Linked DNA regions of Sus scrofa: region 2 is linked to region 1. Evidence: chromatin contacts called from public targeted proximity ligation data. All regions are on one chromosome and are shown on one strand. The core of a region is the stretch at or near the end of the contact, and the rest is flanking DNA. Distances in the headings are between cores, read along the strand shown. Region 1 overlaps SPIDR (DNA repair-scaffolding protein). Region 2 overlaps SPIDR (DNA repair-scaffolding protein).

Region 1 (7,278 bases), core at 2,122-4,621:
ATCATCAAAAATAACAAGTGTCAGTAATGATACAGAGAAAAGGGAACCCTTGTGCATTGTTTACTAGGGAATGTAAAATGGTACAGTCACCATGAAAAACAGTATGGAGGTTCCTCAGAGAATTCCACTAATATGGAGTTTCCTCAGAGAATTCCAGCAATCCCACTTCTGGGAATACCTTCAAAGGAACTGAAAACAGGATATCAAAGAAATACATACATTCCCATGTTCACTATAGCATTACTCAAAATAGGTAATATATAGACACAAGCTAATCTTCATCAATGGATGAATGTATAACGATGTTACACACATATAAAATTTTATTCAGCCAGGAGAAAGAAGGTTATTGTGTGCCATTTCTGGCAACTTATGAGACTTGAGGGCATTATGCTCTGTGACATTAACCAGCCAGCCAAAGACAAATACTTCATGGTATCAGTTATACATGCAATCTAACAAAAACAACAGAAAGTCAAATTCATAGTAAAGTAGTTTCCAGGGCTGGCAGGTGGGAGAAATAAGGAGAGGCTGGTAAAAGCGTACAAATTTTCAGCTATAAGTTCTAAGGATCTAATGCAAAATACGATGACTACAGTTGGTAACACTGTATTAAAATCTGAAATTTACTGACAGTAGAACTTAAATGTTCTCACCATGAAAAAACAAGTGTAAATATGTAAGATGTGTTAATTAACTAGATGGGTGGAAACTTTAACAATGTATACATATATCAAATCACCACAATGTACATTTTAAATACCTTTCAACTTCATTTGTTGATTATACCCCAATAATGCTAGATGTGTGTGTGGGGAGGGGAAGGGGGGAGGGGAATTATAGGGGAAATGTTAACACTTCCAGGAGACAGAAATTAGTAGCAGTTGTGTTTGATTTAAACATTTTCCTACAGCTTTTAACTAGTTTCTGTATTTCAGAGAGTAAGTAAAGTTGAAACACGGTGAAGTTTCATGGACCATGCCCAACTTCACAATCTTTACACCCGCCAGTTGTGAAATGTAGACACACGGAAAAGAACTACATTCCAATGTTCAAATACAGAAGACGTTAACAATTTTCTAGTAATTATCAAAGAATGATACTCTCCTTGAAATTTCATTATAATAGAATTCATTTCCTGAATCAGTACATGATTTTAATTATCACTACATGATCTTTAGATTATTTTAAGATATCAATCTAAGAAGCACAAGACTATTCCTCAATATTTGATTTGACTCCTATGTGAAAGGTAGAAGAAGAGTTAAAAACAAAACAATTTGAAACAACAGAAAGACAGAACGCACTATCATTCTCGAGTACAGAGTATGCTTCTAGAAAATCTGGCAGGGTATGGGGAAGATGGCAAACTGAATCCATATGCCTTTGCTGGACCACCAGTTTACCTTCCCCAACAGCCTTTCCTAAACTAGGTGAAATGGGCCAAAGACAACAATAACTCAACTACATTTGTCTTTAGGGGAGCATCACAGGAAAGTATTGCTGCTTTCAAGATTTTATTTTCCAAATAAAAATCTTCCTTTCCCGACACACTCTCCTATTTCCCCATTGTTACTCCCTCAGCAGTTGAAGAGAACCTATGAAACACTTGGTCCCAGAACATAAAGCTGTCTCCCCCAAAATCCAAAGTACCTTAAATATTAGATAATTTGTTTCTTCTAAGTATCCATGACACTACTGGTAAAAATGGTGACAGATACAACCCAAGCAGATCTGAGAGCCAAGAATTTTGAATGTTATGACCCAGCTACAGACTGACCCAGTTGCTTTTATTAAACAACTGTTACTTAAATTATATAAACTCTGAACTCTCAGCTGTAAAATGGAAATGACAAATGCTACAGACATCCCACGAAAAAGAGCAGCTAACAAGTTAATTCTGTATTGGACTGGATTCATACTTCTTAAACTAAATCAATTATTTCTAAAATTTTTAGAATTCTAGCTGACAGATAAAATATAACCAGCACTTATATTTTCTGTTGTAAGAGGAGAGGTCTGAGGCCAACTCTGTAAAGGGAATAGAAATTCAGAACTCTCTTTTTACAGAATTGTCTTGTCTGAGAGAATATGCAAAACGGCAACCTGACCTGTTCACAGCTCTCTCAAAGGCAAAGAGTTGACCTTTAGTCTCATTAAAAAGTGATCCAAAAAGGAACTAAATACTGACATTTTTAGCAACATGGATGGACCTAGAAATTATCATGCTAAGTGAAGTCAGCCATACAATGAGATACTAACATCAAATGCTTTCACTGACATGTGGAATCTGAAAAAAAGGACACAACGAATTTCTTTGCAGAAGAGATACTGACTCACAGACTTTGAAAAACTTATGGTCTCCAAAGGAGACAGTTTGGGGGGTGAGGGGATGCGCTGGGGTTGTGGGATGGAAATCCTATAAAATTGGATTGTGATGATCATTGTACAACTATAAATGTAATAAATTCATCGGGTAATAAAAAAATATTATATATAGGATGGATAAACAACAAAGTCTTACTGTACAGCACAGAGAACTACATACAATATCCTAGGATAGACCATGATGGAAAATAATAAAAAAAAAGAACATATGTGTATATATAACTGAGTCACTTTGCTGCACAGCAGAAATTAACACGATATTGTAAATCAACTATACTTAAATAAAATTTAAAAAAAAGAAAAGAAAAGAAAAAAAAAAGAAAGTGATCCAGTGTTCAGAACCACCACCAAGAGTGTGATTCGTGATTGGGGTTAGAAAAATCCTTTAGGTATTTTTACTATTTTACTCTTTGGATTATTCTTTCAAGATTACATTCCTAAAACAGGCAGGGATGGCATTTTTACTGAGAAAAATTTTTGAGTAAGGTAATAATTGACATTCATTTTCAAAAAATTACTTTAAAATTTTCTCAAAATATCCATGAATGTTCCAAACAGCATTAAGAGAGGTCCTATATTACCAAAAACCCCCACAAAAAACAAAAAGAAAAAAAAAAAAACCCTACTCCATACATATGCTTAGGATTTGGGTCAAACAGAAAACAGAACCTCTACTGAGCAGTCATTAATCAGGCTAGTTTGATTTTTTTTCTCCTGGTCATTTTTCTTTAGCCAGCAAAGATTGGCAAAGAGACTCTCCACAGTGTCATCATGCCAGGCTGAGAGGGAATGTTGCACTTGAGAACACTTGGAGGCCCAGGGATGATGCCTGCATGGAAGTACTGTCCCTGACTGCTTCGCACTGAGTTAGCAGGAGAGCATTACTGTTAAGTGAACACCACCTGCCCTGTAAGGTTTTATCTAAGCTGAGCTAGGAGGACCTATAAACTGTGTGCTTTCATAGCTATAAATACACATATTCCCACTTCCTCAAAAATGAACTAGTTGTCTAATTTCAAGATATTCTCAGAAAGCATGGAGACCATATGGTTGTACTTGTCTCAAAGAGCCAATTTCCACTTCTACCACCAATACCAGCCCTGCCCCCAAGAAACTCACAGCATAGGAGGAGAGACTTAAGTGTGTTCTAACAGAGGCATGTGGAAGGCACAATGTAGCACGCAAGAGAGAGCAACCACGTATGCCTTGAGCTGGGAAGAAAATGGCAAGGAACGTACAAAGAGAAGGGGGAGGAGGGGTGCAAGTTTTGTCATGTGGACCAGGGGGGTATGAAAAGCCCCTCTAGTAAGAAATAACAGTGCCTTTAAACAGGGGAAAAAGTACGGACCCTTGGTGACCACAACAGTCATTATCATCTGGAGAACAGGACCAGCCAAAGGCCACCTTTATTCTGACATCTGCCTTTATCTCATAGATTACCATTATGCCAAAAATAATAGAAGAAAAAATAAGTTAGAAAAATTTCTTTATTCTAGCTGGGACATGTATGGGTATAGAATGTTGTGCTTCTATGATTTGAAGACAGAAGACAGAAAACATAATTGTTTCCAACACCTTTTAAGCAAGAATAAATTCATACTAAATTATGAACTATCATTTGTGTTCACAGGTATTACTTAATTTAATGGGTACGATTACTGCATATTGGAAATAATTCATGTGCTGAATGTAGTGTTCTTAAAGGAAGATGCACTAAGAGGGCAAGGCAACTGACACCTACCACATTTCCTCTGTGTAGGAGCTCACAGGCCAGAGCTTTATGCCAGGAACTCAAGGGTTGTGCTAACAACCTATCCTTAGAAGACCAGGGCCAGAAAGCAGAACATTTTTAAACAGTGGAACTTTTTTGTTTGCTTTTCCATTCTTTACTTTTGTGATAAAGAGTATGCATGGGCCAACTGGAAGGTTGCATTTGATATGAAACATTCCATTCATTCAATAACGTTTAATATTTAACCATAAGTTTATTGCTTTAACTGTAATGTTCTTAACAAGGCTTCTAAGTGAGATCAAAACGGGCTTGTGTTTCTGCAAGTAGCTGCCTGTGCGGCTGGATCAAAATTACTGATGTCTAGCTTCCCTGAAATAAAGCAACTTTGCTCTAGACAGTAAAGATGCAGTATCCTCTGACCTCGCTGAAAGGGTGAAAACATACTCCTTTAGAAACAAGTCCATAGCGCATCTCATCTCTAGGACTTCACCTAGTTTACCCCATGTGTGTCATCTCAGAGAGCAGTGTTGTACTCAATCCTTGGATGATACCTATACTACTCAGTACAGTTACTTCCCAGTTCTCTACAGAATTCTTACCTGAGTTTTACATGATTTTCCTAATCAATCACTGTGTGAAGACGAAGCCTCTGAACCATACAATTATGTTTTTATAGCACAGAGAAATACATATGAAAACAGGTTCATAATGGACCTTTTTATTTATTATCACTTATCTTCAGTCATATGAAAAGCACAGCCAAGTATTACCTGCCAGGCTAGAAACGAACATAAGGAGGCTCAAGAAAAAAAAAAAAAAAAAAAAAAAAAAAAAGACTGGAAATGTCGTGCTGGACCTTAAACACTGGACAAGTGTAAGCCTAATACACTTTCCACCAAGTTCCCTCAAGTCTAAGGAATCAACATTTCTCTTTGGTCCCACCAGACCCTCAACCCAGCAACACTCTCCCCGCCTTGGCTGCCACTCTGTCACTGGTCACAGCACAGCGCTAAGGTGTAAGTCAGGATCTCTCTCCATCAAGGCTTATTTTTTTTGGCTATGCCAATGGCATGCAGAAGTTCCAGGGCCAGAGACTGAACCTATGCTACAGCTGTAACCAGAGCCACAGCAGTGACAATCTTGGATCCTTAACCACTGAGCCACAATGGAACTCCATCCATCAAAGCTTCTTGAGCCTCACAACTGGACACTGCAAAGTGACAATCCATTATCCCAGTCTCTTCTCGGAGAGAGACAGTAGGGTGAGAGGGATAGGCCCTATTCAGTACTTGTTCGTAATTATTATGCACACCTTTTTGCAGAATACAGTCTTGCTAGTTGCCTTCCTGAGCACTCTTGTTACTGCAGAGGAGTCTTCATGCTTAGGCTTCTTGGTATAGAAAATGAGGAAAACAAAGAGCAAGAGCCCTGAAGGGCTATTGTGAGGTTAACTGAGATTCAGGAACGGAGCACTGTACCTGGCATATTATGAACACTAACGTAAATATTAGCAATTATCACTCTTGTACTATTTAGAAGTTTAATAATGAACTGATTAGTTGGGACAGCACTGGAATTTTGGAAGGCTGTGAACTCATAGATTTGGACCTTGTAACATAGGGATTATTTGACCTATAAAATTTACTTATTCTTAATTTTAATAGCAAACTAAGTTTTACTAAAGATTCCATTTAAATTGTTTCTACACATCTACAGAAAATAATGCCTTCATACTTCCAGAGTGTGTACTACAAAAGTATGAATTTTGGTCTGGTAACTCATTTGTGAAGTGGAACAAACACTCGAGAATGAGTAGCTCTCTTAATTGCTCTCTTCTGCATTTTGTTTGTTTTGTTTTGCTTTTTAGGGCTGCACCCATGGCATATGGAAATTCCCAGTCTAGGGGTCAAAGTGAAGCTAAGGCTGCCAGCCTATACCACAGCCACAGCAATGCCAGATCCGAGCTGCATCTGTGACCCACACCACAGCTCACATCAACACCACATCCCTGACCCACTGAGTGAAACCAGGAATCAGTCCCGGGTCTTCATGGATGCTAGCTGGATTTGTTTCCACTGCGCCACAATGAGAACTCTCTGCATTTGTTTTTATGATGGCAAAAGACATGTAACACAAATTTTACCATTTAACCATTTTTTAAAAATTTTATGGCCACACCCACAGCATATGGAAGTTCCTGGGCCAGGGACTAAATCTGAGCCACTGTTGTGACCTACACTGCAGCTGTGACAATGCTGGATCCTTCGACCCACTGTGCTGGGCTAGGGATCGAACCTGCACCTCAGCAGTGACCCAAGCTGCTACAGTTGGATTCTTAACCAACCACGCCACAGCTGGAACTCCCATTTAAACATTTTTTTAAAGCAGACAATTCAGTGGCATTAAATATATGCATAATGTATAACCATTATAACTGTCTATTTCAAAAACTTTATTGCTATCCCAAAGAGAAGCTCTATACCTATTAAAGGTACTCTCTAATTCCCTCACCCCTTGGTAATCTCTAGTCTACTGTCTCTATGAATCCGCCTATTTTAAGTAACTCATAAATGGAATCAAATAATATTTGCTTTTTGTGTGTCTGGCTTCTTTCATTACGCATAGTGTTTTCAAGGTTCATCCAAGCTGTAGCATATATTAAAATTTCAGTCCTTAAAGGATGAATAATACGTCACAATATGTATATACATTTTCTTTATTCATACTTGGGTTGTTTTCCCTTTTGGCTATCAATAAACACTGACATACAAGTAACCATTTGAGTCCCTATTTTCAATACTTTTGGATATATACAAAGAGAGGAACTGTTGGATCAAATGGTAATTCTGTGTATAACTTTTTGAGGAACAGCCAAACAATTTTTCACAGCAGCTACACCTTTTACAATTTCTACCAGCAGTGATCAAGAGTTCCTAGTTTTTTTGTCTTTGTCTTTTTACAGCCAAACTCAAGGCATATGAAAGTTCCCAGGCTAGGGGATGAATTGGAGCTGCAGCTACTGGCCTACACCACGGCCACAGCAATGCGGGATTTGAGTTGCATCTGCAACCCGCACTATAGTTCACGGCAACCCCAGATCCACTGAGCAGGGCCAGGGAACGAACCTGCATCCTCATGGATGTTAGATTCGTTTCCAC
Region 2 (7,309 bases), core at 1,171-3,670, 100 kb after region 1:
CATGACGGGAATTCCTCAGTATTTCTTTCTTTAAAATTAAAAAAAAAAAAAAAAAAAAAAGGGAGTTCCCATGGTAGCACAGTGGAAATGAATCCGACTAGTACCCATGAGGATGCAGGTTTGATCCCTAGCCTCGCTCAGTGGGTTGGGGATCCAGCACTGCCATGAGCTGTGGTGTTGGTCACAGATACACCTCAAACCCCACATTGCTGTGGCTGTGGCGTAGGATGGCAGCTATAGCTCCAATTTGACCTCTAGCATGGGAACTTCCAAATGCTGTAGGTGTGGCCCTAAAAAAGCAAAAAAAATTTTTTTTAATTAAAAAAAACAAGTCTGCCCAAATCCCAGTTTACCTGTTAATATAATCTGATAAATAAGGACAGCAATTCTTACTGGGGTAAGGAACAGAGACCATCAGAATAAAATACATGTAAGCCACATACATTTTAGTGAGCAAATACTCATAAATCCATGGAATCACAGGTAAGCATGTTTACATTTAATGCTCTCTAACATCATTTACTGATCTTTAAGCAGCTTTAAAACCTTATAATTTCAGCACATAAGAAATCTTTCCTTTCTTTCTCATCTCTTCCTATTTTCTTCCCCAATTTTTTTTCAGAACTCCAAATTCTGTATTTCATATTTCTTTCTTATAAGTGAAAAACAAAACAAAAGCACATATTTTTAGAAATGAGTCTGAGGCTCTTTGTGTTTTCCACTTTAGAAATTCAGCTGAATAAAAGAACCAGAAATCATATGGTGAGAAAAACAAATGTTATCTTGCTCCATCATACCACGAAAAGAATGTAACCTATAATCAAAGTGAAATGAAGGAAAAAAGAAGAGAAAGGAAAGAAGTCTGACTTAAGCAAATGTCCTCATTCACGAAGACCCTGGCCCTTAAGAAACTTCATTCTAGTTGGGGAGAAAGGCAGATAAGGCAATGACTATTGGGAGCTACGACAAAGGGCACAATGGAAGCAGGAAGAATGCTATGGTGGTGTAATTCCCAAACCTTAACTTTCAACTAACACTACAGCATGCCTCTTGAGCAGAAGGGGAAGTAAGCAGTATATTCCTTTCAACATTTAACAATATAAGGCATTCTGAGAAATTTACATATATCCAATCTACTTTAAAAATACTTAATATTGGAGTTCCCATCCAGGCACAGCAGAAATGAATCCGACTAGAAACCATGAGGTTGCGGGTTCCATCCCTGGCCTTGCTCAGTGGGTTAAGGATCTGGCATTGCCGTGAGCTGTGGTATAGGTCACAGATGTGGCTTGGATCCAGCGTTGCTGTGGCGTAGGCCGGCAGCTGTAGCTCCGATGAGAATCCTAGCCTGGGAACCTCAAAAAAAAAAAAAAAAAAAAAAACCTTAATATCATTCAAAGGTCCTTGGTAAAGTGATAAATTAGTATTTTTGCCAAGATTTGATGGGAAAAAAATTTCTTCTGTTCAAGCTTTATTGAAAGCCCAGCCAAAATAACCCATGCAGAAAAATACCCCAAAGAAATGTTTATATTATAGCTTTTGATAACATGTTTGGTTTTAAATCCTTAATATTAAGTCTATAAAAGCACTTTTGTGACTTATTTGCTTCATTTGATTATTTTTTATGATATGAAATAGATTCCCAGACCTAAATACCCATCATCACAAGTCTGACCTGTAACATGACCGTTACCCATTAACTGACCAGGCTGTTAGTACTTGGTGAGCAGCTGAGGACAAGGCATCAAATTCCAGAAAGGCATTAATGAATAAGACAGTGATTGATCACAAAAAAAGAAATATTACTGGACTTTAGCCAAAAAAAATCACATATTAATACAGACACCAATACAAGCCTTCTTTAAAACTTTTATCAGTATCAACACAAACTTAATCAGCTTAAACACTGCAATGAATAGGGAAAAATGTTATCTTCTGCAATGAATAGGGAAAAACATATCTTACCTTATAACTAGTGAGCTATAAGATATGGTTGCTCATTTACATATATGCAAATTTAGTATTTTTAGAAAAATTTATTTACACATGTATAATTTTCAGGCAAAACTGATCCAACCTTTAGCTTTATGCATACTTACTGCATTTTTTTTTTTTTTTTACTTACTGCATTTTTAATACAACAGAGGCAATACATTTCTGTAACTGGAAAACAAAGATGGTAAGTGAGGAAAAAACCAAGACCCTAAGAAAGAACCATTCATTCCAACGCATGAAAGGATGAATAAAAGCCTTAAAGATGGATATATCTTGACAGTCTTTTTCTTACTTCTAATTGATCTTTTCTAGCTTTAATTTGCATATGTGACTGAGAGAAGCACTTTCTGACTACTGTGTGTTTTCTTCAGTGGTATAAAGCAATACAGCACATAACACCAGAGTGCATGTAGTGCCTACTAGATTCTCCTCTGGCATGGTTCAGAGAGCAGTGAAATTTTACCAATTCAGGCGTGGAGAGTCAACAAGCAGGCAAGGTGACATCAAAAGCAATGTTTGTATATGAAGCCATAAAAACTATATTCTTGAAAGACAAAAGTATTAATAATCTTATTTAAAACAATTAATTCTCCAGACCCACCTAACATGACAAGACAAGAGGAGTGTTTCTCACTCAGTTCAGAACCTACACTGAAACTCATCTGAATGAACTTGACCCTGGGTGGCAGCAAGCCAGAAATCTTCGTCACTGAATGACTTAACAGAACACTGTGTTCTTGGCACAAGCACAAGAAAAGGTGTTGAAATTCATGCTAAAAAGAATCTCAGCTTTCATTTTAAATAAGTTTTTTAAATATGATGATAAAAGATACTTTATATAAGGACTTTTCACTGTTTGGTATATTTTTAAATCAGGTAATTTTTTTACTCCTACTCCATCTGGTTCACTTTCAATACTTCCTGGAACAATCAAGAAAATCCCCCTTCCCCGGTCCCCAGCACTGTGATTCCCTGCTCTGGCCCTCCCCTGTACCTCCTCCTCTAAGGATATACCTGGAAAATTCCAATGTGCCCTGCACTGGCATGGTAGGGAGGGACAGCAAGTAAAGCCAGAAACAATGTATTGACTCACTTCCGCAGAGAGCCCTGGAGAAAAATGTGGGCCATAGATTAGTCCTCTCACGCAATGCAGTTAGAACAGGCAAGAGGTAGTAAAGTTATGTCATTCTCATACAGGTTACGTTAACTTATCCACAAAGCTAAGATGCAAATGAGAAGGCAAGGAAAACACAATTTAGCAGAGTCTATTTACTTTCTTCGAGAAAAAAAAGACACTAGTCTTTTCTCTTAGTTTTTGCCATCCTCTTCTCCCACTCCAGAAATGCCATCCTTGGTATAACACTAGGGTAGCTCATCCTCATGAACTACTGCATTTACAATCCTTCCTACTCTGGGGGAAACCCACACAAGTCCTAGAGTGCTCAGAGTGAACAAGATTCAAACAACAAATATTCTGCAGTCTACACCGGCAGAAATTGACAACGAAACGACAGATGTTTGTTTACTCACCCTTAAACCCTTTAAGTTTTAGTCTTAATTCTTTACTTAGCCTTAATTCTTTTTCAGATTTCTCATATCAGCACATATTCAATGTCTAGGTCAAAGCAAACAGGCATATAAAGCCTCTAACTCTGATACTGACACTGTTGTGCCTAGACTCCAGAAAAAGACCGAACCACATAGTCAAAGGATTGTTCTCAACACAGTAAAATGTTAAGGATTCTTTTAAAATTATACTTTAAAACTTACCCCTTCAAAAGTATAGTCATCTGTTCATAATTATTTCAAGTTATGTTTAAGATAAGTTTTAAGTAATATTAACAAGGAGGTCAAAGGAAAAGAATTTAAATATATATGGTTTACCTTCAAATAAAAGCTTTTTTCATTCAATTACGATTTGCTCACATGAATGTTAAAACTAATCTAGTTAGAACGAGTAAGAGGTAAGTAAAGTGATGTCGTTCTTAACACCAACTGATAACTAAGGATATATGGACCAAAACTGAGTCTACAAATAGGTCTAGGCTTACAATTTTGCTATAATTAAAGTCATCTCTATTGTGTATTTCTAAGACACTTAACCAACAAATAAAAAGTCTGTTCATTTTATTAATGTTATGTAAAATATCATTTATATTATACATCATTTTCTAGAAGGATATATACTTTCTTATGGTGTTCCACAGTATTACATAAAGCACTTCAACAATTTACACCTTGGCATAAAAATTATGAAAATTCTATGTAAAGATCACCTGATAATCCTTGAGAAACTATCCCACCTACACAAAATGACAGAGATGACCTTTGAGGGTATGTGTGTCTATGACTATATACCTATCTATGAAGGCAGTGCTTACAAAACATACATGAATATAAAGATAATGGCAACTTCAATTAAAAGAAGAGTTGTAAATGTCAGGAGTATTTTTTTAACTTTCCATTTTGATACAATTTTAGACATATAGAAGAGCTACAAAAATAATATGTAGTTTCTAAGGGGTCTTCCCTCAGCTTTCCCTAATGTTAACCTTTTACATAACCATGGTACAACTGGGAAAACAAAAACTAACATAGAAACAAATACTATTAAACTAAAAGCTTTAGTCAAATCCCTCCAATTTTTCTGTTTTAGGACCCAATCCAGGATCTCACATGGCATTTAACTGTCATAATCTCCCGATTCTCTTCCCATCTGTGATGGTTCCTCTTTCCTCATCTTTCAAAGTTGGCACCTTTGAGAAGTACTGTTGAGGTACTTTGTAGAATGTCTCTCAATGTGGACTTGTGTAATATTTTCTCATGATTAGATAGAGGTCAGGACTTCATGGTGGTGTGCCCTCAGTTCATCACATCAAAGAGTACATAACATCAATGTCTTATTAGTAACACTGATAACTGGTTAAGGGAGTGATGTCTAGGGTTCAATATGCACAGTTACTATTTTCACCTGTATCATCAATAAAGGGGGTATATTTTAAAGTCATACAAATATATCCTGTTTCTCATTAAGTTTTACCTACTGATTTTAACATTCAAAGGTGGATCTTATTATTCTTCTGGTCTAGATGATTTCCTATTTCCCTCATTCCCTCTACATTTATTGAAATTCTTCTCTAAGTCATTCTTTCTCTACTAATTATTTATTCAATCACGTATCTATATCAGTATGGAGCCACTGGTTCACTTATTTTATTCTTTGTGTTATTACTCAATATTATCATCAGCTCCAACTGTTCCAGCTTTTGGTCAAAGACTAAATGTGACCTTTGGACATTCCTCCCAAAACCCTTTTTTTGAATATTTTCTTATTTTCTAACAACTAAAGATGTTCCAGGCTCACCTTACATCTTCTCTGCCCTGCCACAGACTCAGCCATTCTTTTAAAGAGCCCTAATTCCTTTCACTGGAGTGTGGTAATGAAAACCATGGGCTTGGGGTGCTAGACTGACTTGTTGCTTACTGCTTCTAGGCCTTCTCAGTTAACAGAGATAGGAAAATGCATGCACGAGAACACATACATTTCTACATTTCTTTCTTAAATATATGTGTGTGTGTGTGTGTGTGTGTATACATATATGAAGTACATAAGTTCAGACTGATAGGCTGTACTCCAATATGGCATCATGGAATTCATTTAGCATTTCCCATTGCTTACTTGTAACTTCATTCTCCTCTAGCTCTCAGCATATGAGATGCATTTACTTATGTGCTCAACAATAGTACATATAATATTCTCAAAATTGCTACATCATGCAGCTGTGAGACACAAACATCAAATATAGTACAATGTGTACATACAGTTTGTTCTTAACCTTATAGTATTCAGCCAAAATTACTTAGGTTAGTTCCCTCTTCCTCAAACCCTTAAGTGAGGTTATATCTTTTACCACAGTTTATATTCCACTTTGGGTTCCCCTGACAACCTGATTTATTTAAATGTGTACAAAGCAAAATTTACTCTTTAAGGTTCACAGTTCTATAGGTTGTAGCAAATGCAGAATTGTGTGTGCACTGCCATAGAACACCAAGCACAGCTCCTTCACCTTGAAAACTCACATTTCTCCTTTGCAGTCAATCCCTTAGCTCAACCTTGTCAACCTGCTTTCCATCCTGACAGAAATGTAACATACTTGGTTCTGACTTGTATCACTTAGCAAAATGCATTTAAGATTCATACACATTGTTGCATGGATCCATAGTTTTTTTTCATTACTGAGTATTCCACAATGTGGGTGCATCCATTTACCTACTGAAGGACACGTGGGCAAATTCCAGTTTGAAAAGGATATGACCAAAGCTGCTATTAATATTAACTTCCATGTTCAAGTTTTTGTGAAAACACCACAGCTCATGGCAATGCTGGATCCTAGAATTGAGGTTTTTTTTGGGTTAAGGACATCCTCAGGAGTTCCCGTCGTGGCACAGTGGTTAACGAATCCGACTAGGAACCATGAGGTTGCGGGTTCGGTCCCTGCCCTTGCTCAGTGGGTTAACGATCCAGCGTTGCTGTGAGCTGTGGTGTAGGTTGCAGACGCGGCTCAGATCCCGCGTTGCTGTGGCTCTGGCGTAGGCTGGCGGCTACAGCTCCGATTAGACCCCTAGCCTGGGAACCTCCATATGCTGTGGGAGCAGCCCAAGAAATAGCAAAAAGACAAAAAAAAAAAAAAAAAAAAAAAAAAAAAGGACATCCTCAACCTTGGTATGTATGTGTGTCTCTGTGTATATGTGGTTTTTATTTATTTGAATTTTATTGAAACATATTTGACATAAATTTAAGATGTACACATGTTAACCAGTCATTTTGTAATATGACTGCCATTGTAGCAACAGTCTCATCTCTATCACATCACCTATCATTTGTTTTTTGTGATAAGAATGATATCTAGTCTCCTAGCAAGTTTGATGACTATAATACAATACTGTTGTCTATATTCACTACACTGTACATTAGTTCTCCAGGACATATTTGCCAACTAATGGCAAGTTTGTGCCTTTACATGGCATCCGTCCTGTCCCCTCAGCCCAACAGCCCCAGATAACCACTATTTTACTCTCCGTTTTTACACTTATTATTTTTTTGTCTTTTTTTAGGGCCGTACCCACAGCACATGGAGGTTTCCAGGTTAGAGGTCGAATCGGAGCTGTACGCACCCGCCTACACTACAGCCACAGCAACACCAGATCTGAGCTGCATCTGTGACCTACACCGCAGCTCATGGCAATGCTGAATCCTTAACCCACTGAGCAAGGTCAGAGATGGAACCTTCATCCTCATGGATACTAGTTGGGT

Evidence for each region.
Region 2: a contact with region 1 is called in a targeted proximity ligation map of alveolar macrophages. A contact is called at or near these places in 1 of 5 promoter capture datasets (liver), 6 of 47 Hi-C or Micro-C datasets (blood, liver and skeletal muscle) and 2 of 2 datasets of targeted methods (alveolar macrophages and skeletal muscle).

What each region holds. Positions count from the first base shown.
Region 1 is chr4:80,039,885-80,047,162 of Sscrofa11.1, forward strand. The region is part of intron 8 of SPIDR (DNA repair-scaffolding protein); the gene reads right to left. Among named protein-coding and RNA genes, the nearest start is that of SPIDR, 150 kb to the right of the region's middle.
Region 2 is chr4:80,141,026-80,148,334 of Sscrofa11.1, forward strand. The region is part of intron 5 of SPIDR (DNA repair-scaffolding protein); the gene reads right to left. Among named protein-coding and RNA genes, the nearest start is that of SPIDR, 46 kb to the right of the region's middle.